Regions from separate parts of the Mus musculus genome. Here all the other regions are linked to region 2. A link is a contact called in public Hi-C and promoter capture Hi-C data. All regions are on one chromosome and are shown on one strand. The core of a region is the stretch at or near the end of the contact, and the rest is flanking DNA. Distances in the headings are between cores, read along the strand shown.

What was found. Promoter capture Hi-C pulls out the DNA fragments that hold promoters and counts their contacts. Hi-C and Micro-C count contacts between places; a contact is called where the count stands out from the background.
Region 1: a promoter capture Hi-C map of pre-B cells shows a contact between it and region 2, with 4 times the contacts expected there. The contact joins the promoter of Edrf1 here to the promoter of Ppp2r2d in region 2. A contact is called at or near these places in 1 of 39 promoter capture datasets (pre-B cells) and 3 of 484 Hi-C or Micro-C datasets (CD4 T cells, CD8 T cells and embryonic stem cells).
Region 3: a contact with region 2 is called in a Hi-C map of CD8 T cells, with 6 times the contacts expected there. The contact joins the promoter of Bc1 here to the promoter of Ppp2r2d in region 2. A contact is called at or near these places in 3 of 484 Hi-C or Micro-C datasets (CD4 T cells, CD8 T cells and regulatory T cells).

Annotation. Positions count from the first base shown.
Region 1 is chr7:133,636,409-133,640,017 of GRCm38.p6, reverse strand. Edrf1 (erythroid differentiation regulatory factor 1) reads right to left here and starts at 2,343. Exons shown (of 25, transcript NM_178115.4): 1 at 2,095-2,343; 2 at 903-1,111. The coding sequence starts at 2,205.
Region 2 is chr7:138,844,894-138,848,201 of GRCm38.p6, reverse strand. It overlaps Ppp2r2d (protein phosphatase 2, regulatory subunit B, delta), which reads right to left and starts at 1,816. Exons shown (of 9, transcript NM_026391.2): 1 at 1,687-1,816; 2 at 1,498-1,590. The coding sequence starts at 1,693. Mapk1ip1 (mitogen-activated protein kinase 1 interacting protein 1) reads left to right here and starts at 1,935. Exons shown (of 2, transcript NM_001045483.1): 1 at 1,935-2,245.
Region 3 is chr7:144,912,650-144,916,070 of GRCm38.p6, reverse strand. Bc1 (brain cytoplasmic RNA 1) reads right to left here and starts at 1,601. Exons shown (of 1, transcript NR_038088.1): 1 at 1,448-1,601. It overlaps LTO1 (ABCE maturation factor), which reads right to left and starts at 971. Exons shown (of 4, transcript NM_001357869.1): 1 at 742-971. The coding sequence starts at 833.

The DNA of each region.
Region 1 (3,609 bases), core at 1,094-3,593, 5.2 Mb after region 2:
TTCAATTCCCAGCAACCACATGATAGCTCACAACCATCTGTAATGAGATCTGATGCCCTCTTCTGGTGTATCTGAAGACAGCTACAGTGTACTTATATATAATACATAAATAAATATTAAAAAAGAAAAAAATCTAGCACAACTACTGAAACCAACTCACCACATTTAATACAATTAAGCCATTTTTAAAATAGTCGAAATATGTGGTCATTTTCAGACTTTTCACAGTATCAAAAATGCTACATCAACTTGTAAGCAAAGCTATTACCTTTTGAGGCACTAGGATAATCTCTAAACTACTAGCTCAGGGTATTAATGCATTTGTGGCTCTTTCTGTGTTATATAAAGTTTTATATAAGTTATATAAAAATGTTTTAAGTCCAATCATTCAGGGGAGGAAAAAGAAAACACGGTTAAAACAGCCTACAAGAATATAGACACAGCATAAGACTCCCAAATACTCACAACTTTAAAAACCACCAGTAGAATTTCCAGTGTGGGTCAAGGGTGTAGGTTACCCAGCATTTGGGGTTTTAAACCTCAGGCTTTTCCAAATACTCCATCATATTTAATAAACACTCCAAAGGGCAAGCCGAGCAGCAGCTTAAGTCTTGCCCCTCGCATACCATCCTATTTGCACATATGAAAGCAGACACAACAGGCTAAAACAGCTGATGAGCAGTCAACGTGTACACGTTATCGTGACATGCTGCAGCCTGGAAGAAAGCATGTACCTCTGAAATCTTCTTACTGTACCATGGACTTTGGATGACAACTATATTCTTTTACTAAAAATATCTGAGCAAGTGAACATGCATCTCCAATTGAACTGCGAAGCAGCTTTCAGAGCTTCGAGCCGGGGTTGAGAGGGAGGGAAAGAAATGCCAGCGATTAAAATTTACCTTGAAAACGGCTTGCTTTTCTTACTATTGCCAAGAATGGTGGTTCCTGCTGGCCCTAGTTTGGCACTCTCTCGTAACCAGTTGGCAGGTGGGAGTTTCAAGTCTGTTTTTTCTTCGAGACGTGCAAACGCTGTTCGAGGAGGGGCAGAAGAGTATTTTACCACAGCTCTGCTTTTCACTTCGTTGCCTCCAAGAAATAAGGCCGATCCCTAAATAACATATGGAATGAAGCTTTAATGAACACTGCCAGGAACGACAATCTCACTTTCATAAAAATGAATTAAGAACCCACCAAATCAGGATTCACAAGGAGCCTCAGCTGCGTGTCAGCTCTAACACTTAATAAACAAGCTTAAATTACGCTTACTTAGCTGTTTTTCACGAAACTAAAAAAAAAAAAAAAAAAAAAAAGGATCAATCAAGAAGTGGACAGGGGCCAACCAACCTGCTTTTTAAAAATCTGGGCATAGTAGTTGCAAACACAAGCTTCAAGCACTCTGGAGGCAGAGGCACAAGGGCCAGTGCAAGGTCTACGTCCAGCTTGACTGCCCGGTCTGCATAACCAGTTCCACACCAGCCAAGACTCAACCCGGTACGATGAGTCACAGAAAAATGTAGACTCAGAAACTAAGTGCGCTCAACTGTGTCCTGTCAACCGCATGTAAAACGAGCAAGACTTCTGTACGGTTCTAATGGAATATTTTTAAGTAGCATAAGTCAATGACAAACGTCATTTGCAGGACGTGTTTATTTTTACCAAACACACAGCGATTGATCGGTAAGCTCATCGCATCCCATTCTACATTAGCTCCGTAGCTGACCCTACACCCACCCGGGCATGCTCAATGTCTGGACCCGCTGTTCGACTCTCCTTCGAGAACCCTTCCAGGCGTTGCAAATTCTCTGTGCCCTCCCTGGGTCCGTCCCTCTCTCCTCTGCCTGCCTTCGGCGGGCTGTGACACACACACACTCTATAGCCCGTCCACTGGCGCCGAGTGCGAAGCCAGGGGTGTTGCGCATTGCAAGCAAACGCCTGCCTGCACACCCGACGACAGGCTCGCCTGGTGATTCATTCCGTACTAGAGGTGCTAAGGAGGCGTGGAAGAAAGTTCCAGAAGCCCCACGTCCCCCTCCCAGGCCCGCAAACCCCCCAAGCCCCTGCAGGTCGCGCTCCGCCGCCGCCGCCTCTCACCTGTGCAGAAGGCTCCTCGGAGTCCGCCTGGGACAGGAGGCTGAGCCCTCCTCGGGCGGCCGCCCCTGAAGGAGAAGCCTCGGCTCCTGCTTCCTTGGGGTCCCCCATCATTTCCGACCCTGGGGAGGCGACCAGACGCGCGAGCCCTGGAGGCGGCGACAGGAACGCGGGCCCAGAGTCGCAGGAGAACCTCAGAGCGAGCGACTCGGACACTCAGCGGCTCGCACTTCCGGCGGCTGCCAGGAAGAGCTCGAGGTAGCGCGATGAAATCTCGCGAGATTCACCCAAAGGTCCAGCCCGTCCTCCGGCTCTGGCTCCTCCTTCGCGGTCCGGGCAGGAGCTGCCGCACGCCGTTGCCTGTCACACCATTAGGGCGGACACTTCTCGCGATACACGCCTCCCGGGCTCCTCCCCCTCGCTCGTGGCCGGTCTTTGTTGGCAAACAGTTAATGAGACTTGAGTCAAAGTCGCGGTGGCTGGGGTGGGGCGGTGCCGCCTTGGGTATTCGCGTAATCAAAGCTGGTGGCATCAAGGCCCTCGCAGGCGGCCGCTCTCTTGGGGCTTCTCCGAGTTGCACACGCGCGGGGACCTCCGTGGGTCTCAGCACCCTCAGATCAGTGGGGCTGAAGCAAGGAGAGAGAAGCCATCAGTCTGTTTAATCGGTTTCTAGGCAGCGCTCATGCAGCCCTGGCTGGTTTCGAACTCGCAAAATAGCCGAGAGTGACCTTGAACTTGACACTCTGCCTCCAGCTCCCGAGGGCTGGGGTTTCTTTCTGCCCGAGGATGGAACCCAGGGCTTCGTGTAGGCTAGGCAAGCACTCGGAGCTACATTTCCACCCTGCACCCAATAACAGACAAACTGCTACATTCCTCATAAAACATATATATTTGAGGTAAAAGGTTTTGTTTTATGTCGAGGTATTACGTTTTGGGTTTTTTTTTTTTTTTTTTTTTTTTTTAAATGTGTTTTGAGTGCTTTGGCTGCGTGTGTGCATGCAGTGCCCGCAGAAACCAGAAGAGGGCATCAGATCTCCTGGAACGGGAGTTACACGCAGTTGGGAGTTGTGGGCTGTGGGTGCTAAGCTGTGTCCTCTGCAAGAGCAGAAAGTGCTCCTAATGGCTGAGCCAGGACGGAGGTATACGTTTTCAGTTTTCAGTGTTTTGGCCTTTGCAATTATTTAGCCATGCCAGGTTATAATTTTCCTTAGTCTCTAAAAACCCAGTAACTGAAAAACTTTAGGAGTTCTCGGAGAAAGCAGATGCAGTCTGCAAATTGCTTTCATGCAAAACAAGACATTTTTATGAATTAACTTTTTGGTGCATATTTTGCAGATCCTTACTTTAAAGCATGTTTTGTGATTTTTTTTTAAACTACTCTGTATTTAGAGCCAGTTTTTGTTTGTTTGTTTGTTTGTTTGTTTTGTCCTTTTCGTTGTTTATTACATCAGAGGCTAGCAGGCTCGTCACATAAAAGCTTGTGCCAAACAAAACTGAGGGCCCGAGTTCCATGTCATC
Region 2 (3,308 bases), core at 567-3,066:
TTTGGGAAGTAGAAGCAGCAGGATCAAGAATTCAAGGCCAAAGTTGGGCACAGCAGTTTATGCCTTTAACCCCGGAGGTCAGCCTGGTGCACAAAACCAGGGCTGTTCTACAGAAAAATCCTGTCTCAGAAACAAACAGTTCAATGCCAGCCTCAGCTATATAGGGAGTTTGAGGCCAATCTGAGGTACATGAAATTCTGTTTCAAAAAACAAAAATAAACTGTAAGTGGGTGGATGAGACTGCTTAGCAGGTAAAGCCATTCGCTGTCAAGCCTGATGGCCATCCCTGGGACTCACGTGGTAAAAAGAACCAACTCTGCTAAGTTGTCCTCTAACCTCCACACGTGCAGGAGCACGAACAGGCAGGCCTATGCTCACCACACACACACACACACACACACACACACACACACACACACACACACACACAGTGTGTGTTTGAAATCCCAGGACTTGGCTGGATGGGACAACATCAAAAAACAAAGTCTGGAGAAGTGACTTTAAAGAGCAGTGTGGGAAGAGAAAACACTACTCAGTTAAAAAAAGAAAACCGCCACTACTGTAGCGCTTCAGGAGACCCCATGACAAATAAGTTCCTCTTGCTCAACAACAAGAGGTGGAGATCCAGGGCTGACCGACGTCTACCTGGCCAGAGATTGGACTGGACAGACTAGCACACCTACGACCACAAACAGGGTATCCAGAGCACTCGGTGCTCCATCCCGTCCTGAGTCCAGTCCAGCATGGGCCCCCGGAGACTGATAACCCTGCATGGTTCTCCTTCCACCTTATACGGGTGCCAGGGAGATAGATGAAAGACCCTTTATATTGCATGGGCTCCCACATTAGTGTCTGGGACCTGATTTACCCCACAGGGCCTCAAGATCAACTGCCATGCCCCCCTATCTCTCTCCTTTCACAAAAATGGACCTCACCTCACCCCGTGGTACCAACTCCTAGCGGAATCCCGGGGTCGCTGCCTAGTGTCTACAGTCCTTTTTCTTCACTCCGTACAGACGCTAGTGAGACATGCATTTAAGATCGTTATACACCCCAGACTCCAAAGACCTGTGGCCGCATCTTCCTTACATGGCTCGATACCTCTGCCCCGGCCTTACCTTCTTACAGACCCTCGAGGCCGGCGTCCACGGTCGTCTCCCCATAGCCTCCCGAGGCTGGCCTCCATGGCCATCTGTGCCCACCGACCCCTGAGGCCGGCGTCATGGCCATCATCCCCATAGCCTCCCAAGGCTAGCGTCCACCGCCGTCTCCCCAACAGATCCCCGAAGCGGGACTCAGCCGCAGTCTCTCCCCAGCCCCGCGTCCGCAGCCGTCTCCCTACGGACACCCCTCCCTCTCTTCAGCCGCTGGCCGGCCGAGGGTCTCCCGGGACAACGCCGGTCAGGCGGGCAAAGGCGGCCGCGTCCGGACCGGCGGCTGAGCGAGCATGACCTTGCGGGGCTCGGGGGTTGGGGTGGGGTGTCGGTCGGGCCTCACCTTCCGCCACGTCCTCGTCGACAGCGCCCTTCACCTGCGAGAAGCACCACTGGAAGTCGTTGCCGCCCGCCGGGCAGCCGCCGCCTCCAGCTCCTGCAACAGAGCGCGCCGTCAGGCCGGCCCCGCCCCGCCCCACCACCGTCCAGTCCGCCCGCCCGCCCCGCTCGCTCGCTCGCGCACGGCCCTCACCTGCCATGGCGCGGGCGGGACGCGCCCAGCCGAGCGCGGCCGACCGAGGCGCTCCGAGCGCTCAGCCCCGGCCGCCACCGCCGCCGCCGCTGCCGCCACCGTCGCCGCCGCCGGGGAGGGAATTTTTTCCCCTTTTCAAAATGGCGCCCAATGCCCGTCGCCCCGCCGGATGACGTCATCCCCCTCCGCCTCCTCCGACGGTCAGTGCCGCGGGGGCTGCCGGGGGCGCACCGTGCGCCGACTGCGTCTGCGCGAGCTGTCTTGAGGTTGGACCTACGTAGCCGCTGCGGTCCAAGGAGAGGAGTGTCTTGGACTAGTCCGCTGGCAGATAGAGGCGGCCTTCTCGAGTCGTGTCAAGGCTAGGACGCGACGCCCTCTACGTTCTTAAGGCCTCAGACTTTCTTCTGCGGCCGGCTGGACTGGATGCTCGAAGGCCTGGGCCTTTCCTACAGCTGAGCCAACGGGAACGCGGAACCTCCGTGGATCTGCCAATAGAGAGCGCTCGGCCGTGGGCAGGCGGGGCCTCTGATCCCCGGAGCACCTGGAACCCAGCACCTGCGTGCGTAATTTTGCCCATCATCCAGGCTCTCTTGCCCCCAGAATCTTTGATCGTAGCTTCTGAGCACTGATCTCATCAGAGTGCTACTTCAGGGATTCTTTGAGCTCTCAGTATAGCCCCTAGGGAACCGTTCTCGACATTTGCTTTATTTGTGGGTGTGTTTTTCTAGCATGAAGAGGAATTATTTGTTCGTGGGCTTGACTTATCCGAAATCACTATGAAGTTGGCAGTGAGCGTACTGCACCACTAGAGGGCAGTTGTTCCAAACCAGAGCATTCTCCACTTCAAAAATGTTTTGCCTTTTAGCAAGTGCTTTTTCTATTCTCAGTCTTGGCTGGGATGCTGCTTGTGTAGAGGTGATGTGTCTGTCCTGGTGGAGTTTACTCTTCAGCGGAGAAGAGACAATAAGAAAAACCTGGGGAAAGTTAAGTGGACTAGAGTTAAATACAACACAGAAGCAGGGGAAGGAGATTGGAGCAGTTGGTATCTTTAGGAGAGCAATTAGAGGAGATAAGAAAGAATCTCAGGCTGACGTCTTGGGCGGCTGCTAGAAATGAGAACAGCTAGTGCACAGGCTGGGCCACCCTGACCTTTTCTTTCCGATGTTTTATTTTTAATTCAATTGCACACACACACTTTGATTAGGGTCTTGCCATGTAACATGAGGCTGGTCTCTAAATTGAAATACGTCTGGTTCCACCTCGTTGGCGCTGGGTTTACAAGCACGGAGCACACCTAAGCTTGCTAATGTGTTTAAAGGGCAGCAAGAAGCTGTGGGGAGAACAGAAGTGGCCAAGGAAGGCTAGTCATAGCAGTGGAGGCAAGGTGGTCCGGGACAGAGCAGGAAGCTGTTTTCAGGGGGTGAACTCTGATGAGAGGGCTGGCTATGGCCAAGAGCTGGAGAAAGTCATGAAGAAATAGGGCCTTCCATCAGTAGCAGCACTCAGGGTTGTTTCTGAAAGAACTGTCTCTGAGTTAAGTAGGAGGATAAAATGAGCTGCATGTGTCTGGGTGTATGAGAGTAATGGAGAAGAATAAGAGACATGGAGTAGTGAGGATATAG
Region 3 (3,421 bases), core at 352-2,851, 6.1 Mb before region 2:
GAAAGCCAGGTTATCATCTGTAACTGTAGGTAGGCTACACAGATGACTACCAAACCCAGCCGAGCACCAGAACCCACAAGGAAAATGTAAAGATACAAACTCAAGCAAGCTCGGAACACACTAGGAATCTACTTTTGAAAATGTAGGTGTGAGGGTAGGTGCATCTGAGCCTACATGCCATCATAACTCAACCTGTTTGTTTCTAAAACACTCCAAGCACCCAGGACTCCTCACACCTCTGTAGAGGTACAGAAAATGTCCCCAAGATCAAGACAGTATGCCACCACTGGGATGCTCTGGGTAGGTGGGTATTATTGTGTCTAAGAGTTCAACCCTCAAACTGGCAATAAATTGCTGCCGGCGCTGTTGAAGGAATGTTCTGGAAGCCCCCATGTGAGGCAGTGAACAGCTCCCCATTTGGGGGCGTGGGCATCTGCCAGGACCCGACTCCCTAAACCGAGCCTGAGCAGTCACCCGGGGAGGTACCCAACCCACAATGAGCAGCCAGCCTGGAGAGGCCAAGATGACCTGGGCCACCGTCCCGCCCAGGCGTTCCCTGGGGACTTTTCAGGATCCAAAGGGGCCTGCCCGACATATCCATCAGCAGACCCATGAATACCGCCGTATGTGCGGCAATTAAAGGACAAGAAAAAGTGGCAGCTCGCAGATGGCGAAGGCGGGTATCCCCGAGGACTGCCCAGCAGCTGCCGGGGCGGGGCGGAGCCGGGTCTCTCTGCCCACCTCTCATCCGCCATCACGACGGCGTCAAATATGTCCTGCTCCACGGCCATGGCGGTGTCTCGGCTCTCCCCCGGCCCTCGCATTCCTTTCATTCTGTGTAGTAATCGCCAACTGGCGAGACGCGATCACAAACGCCCGGATTGTCAGAATGAAGAAGACACTTCCGTGTATGCCGCGCGGAGCAGGGCGGGTAAGGACGGCAAGCTAAAGAAGCCAAAAAAAAAAAAAAAGCCCATCCCACTGCGCATGGGTAGATGCTACATGGGCGGGGCTAGCCCGAGGGAAGCCTTGCTCCTCCTCCTTGGTACCGCTCGCTCCGTGGTGGGTGGGGCGGGTCAGGTCGCTTGGGGCACGTCGTCTGGGTCGCTCGCGGTGTCCAGACGAACCCTGCTTTTATTTTCAAAATCCAAACAGATGGGACCGAATTCACAAACGTGGGTCTTAAAGAAATGAGAAAAGTTACCAAAGATCTGGCACAGGGGCGTTCCCAGGAAATGGAGGAAGGGCCCAAGGGGCAGGCTTCAAGGAGGGAGGAGTATCCGGCATCCTCTGCTGTCACCGGACTGTCAATCACCGCATCTGTACACTGCACCGGACCCTCCCTGAGGGCTGGAAACGATTTGATACTGCGATATCCTAAAGGGCAGATAATAAATATTGCCCCCAGACATGAAAATGCCCTTGGGGGGGGGTCTTTGAAAATGAAAAAGGTTGTGTGTGCCAGTTACCTTGTTTTTTTTTGGTCTTTTTGTTATTTTGTCTTTTTTTTTTTTTTTTTTTTTTTCCAGAGCTGAGGACCGAACCCAGGGCCTTGCGCTTGCTAGGCAAGCGCTCTACCACTGAGCTAAATCCCCAACCCCGAACGCTAGCACTTGCTGCCAGTATTTAAAGCAAAACTGAAGTATTTCATACACAGTCAAGTATCAGGTGGTTCCGAAGGGCTGGCCGGCAGGAGGAGCCACTTTGTCCAAGCGCTCCAATCTCACAGGCACCCACTCTTCAAACAGCAGAAATTGAAGTTAGTTTTCTCATCATTTCCATCAGAGATACCTTCCAAAGTATAGTTTTAAAGAGTATTCCACAGTACAGTAAGTTCCTTAGGCAACAATTGCTAACAAGTTAATCAGCTCCTGTATAAAAGAGACCAGAGATACAACACTGTAATTGATGGAGGGCTGAATAAGTAAACACGCCACTTGAACTGAATTTCATCTGTGCAAATGAATCCTTAACTATAACAAAATGCTTTTTGAAAATGAGAACTACTGTGTCAGACAGAAGAGAGAAGTTTGAGTCTGGTGATGAACATGATGGCATGTTGACTGAAGAAGAGATAAGCCTGGAGAACAGCCTAGAATGTCTCCTAGGAGTAAAACTTCCGTGATAAAAATAAAATCACAAACTTCAGGAAGGATAGAGCAGTGAGCACTCGCCATGACAGGCAAGTATGGTTTCTCAGGAAAATAAAGTGAGTCCCTCACACTCTGCTCACGCTGCTCACACTGCTCATCAGAAGAGTCTACACCAAGTAAAAAGTTAACCACAAAAAGAAAAAGGAGGCCAGGTGCGGTGGCAAAGGTCTTCTTTTAATCCCAGCACTTCGGAGGCAGAGGCAGGCAGATTTCTGAGTTCGAGGCCAGCCTGGTCTACAGAGTAAGTTCCAGGACAGCCAGGGCTACACAGAGAAAACCTGTCTCAAAAAATGAAAAGAAAAAAAAAGATGTGGGTACAAAACAGATTCATCCTGGAAGCAGGGACAGTGGCCCCCACTTGTAAGCCCCATGTGGGAAGCTGAGGGAAAAGAACTGCCATGAATCTGAGGCCAACCTGGGCTACAGAGTGCATTCCAGACTGGTCTGGGCTGAAGAGTGAGACCATATCTCAAAACATAAAATATAATTGTTTAGAAATAGATGAATGAGCCGGGCGTTGTGGCGTACGCCTTTAATCCCAGCACTTGGGAGGCAGAGGCAGGCGGATTTCTGAGTTCGAGGCCAGCCTGGTCTACAAAGTGAGTTCCAGGACAGCCAGGGCTACACAGAGAAACCCTGTCTCGAAAAAAAACAAAAAAACAAAAAAACAAAAAAAAAAAGAAATAGATGAATGAATGAATGAATTCATCCTAACAGGAGAAAATAGCAAGCTAATGGGCCTTTTGTATGGCACAGAACTGAGCAGCAGGTGTCTGGCCTTTAAATTGGGTAGAGTCCCAGGAGGAACAGACGGAGTCCACGGAAAGAGCAGCCAGAAGTAGCATCTGCCTTCTGAGATGGTTAAAGGCCCTGAGCCCTCTGTTTGGTGGAATTAAAGGGAACTTTCATTGTTCACCAATGTATGAATTTGAGCTGACTTTTGGTCAGATGGTTCAAAAGGATAAGAAGGTCATTTGAAAGTCTGTCCGCTTTGACCTGGTAGTTTAATTTTGTTTGATTTTTGTCTGTGGGAAGTAGTCAGAGAACTGTGGAGATTTGACACCCTATAATGAGCACTGTGGTGAGACTTGTAAAACCTAGCTGGATCTGGTGACAGCCACGGAGAGCAAAGCTGTCAGGCACTAGGAGACTCACTTAAGTTCACACTAGAAAGATGACAAATGCTGACCGTGGCCACCTCAGGATTCAGCAATCCCATGACCTTTGGACTTCTTCCCATGTTTATACAATGCACATCAGTTACTTCT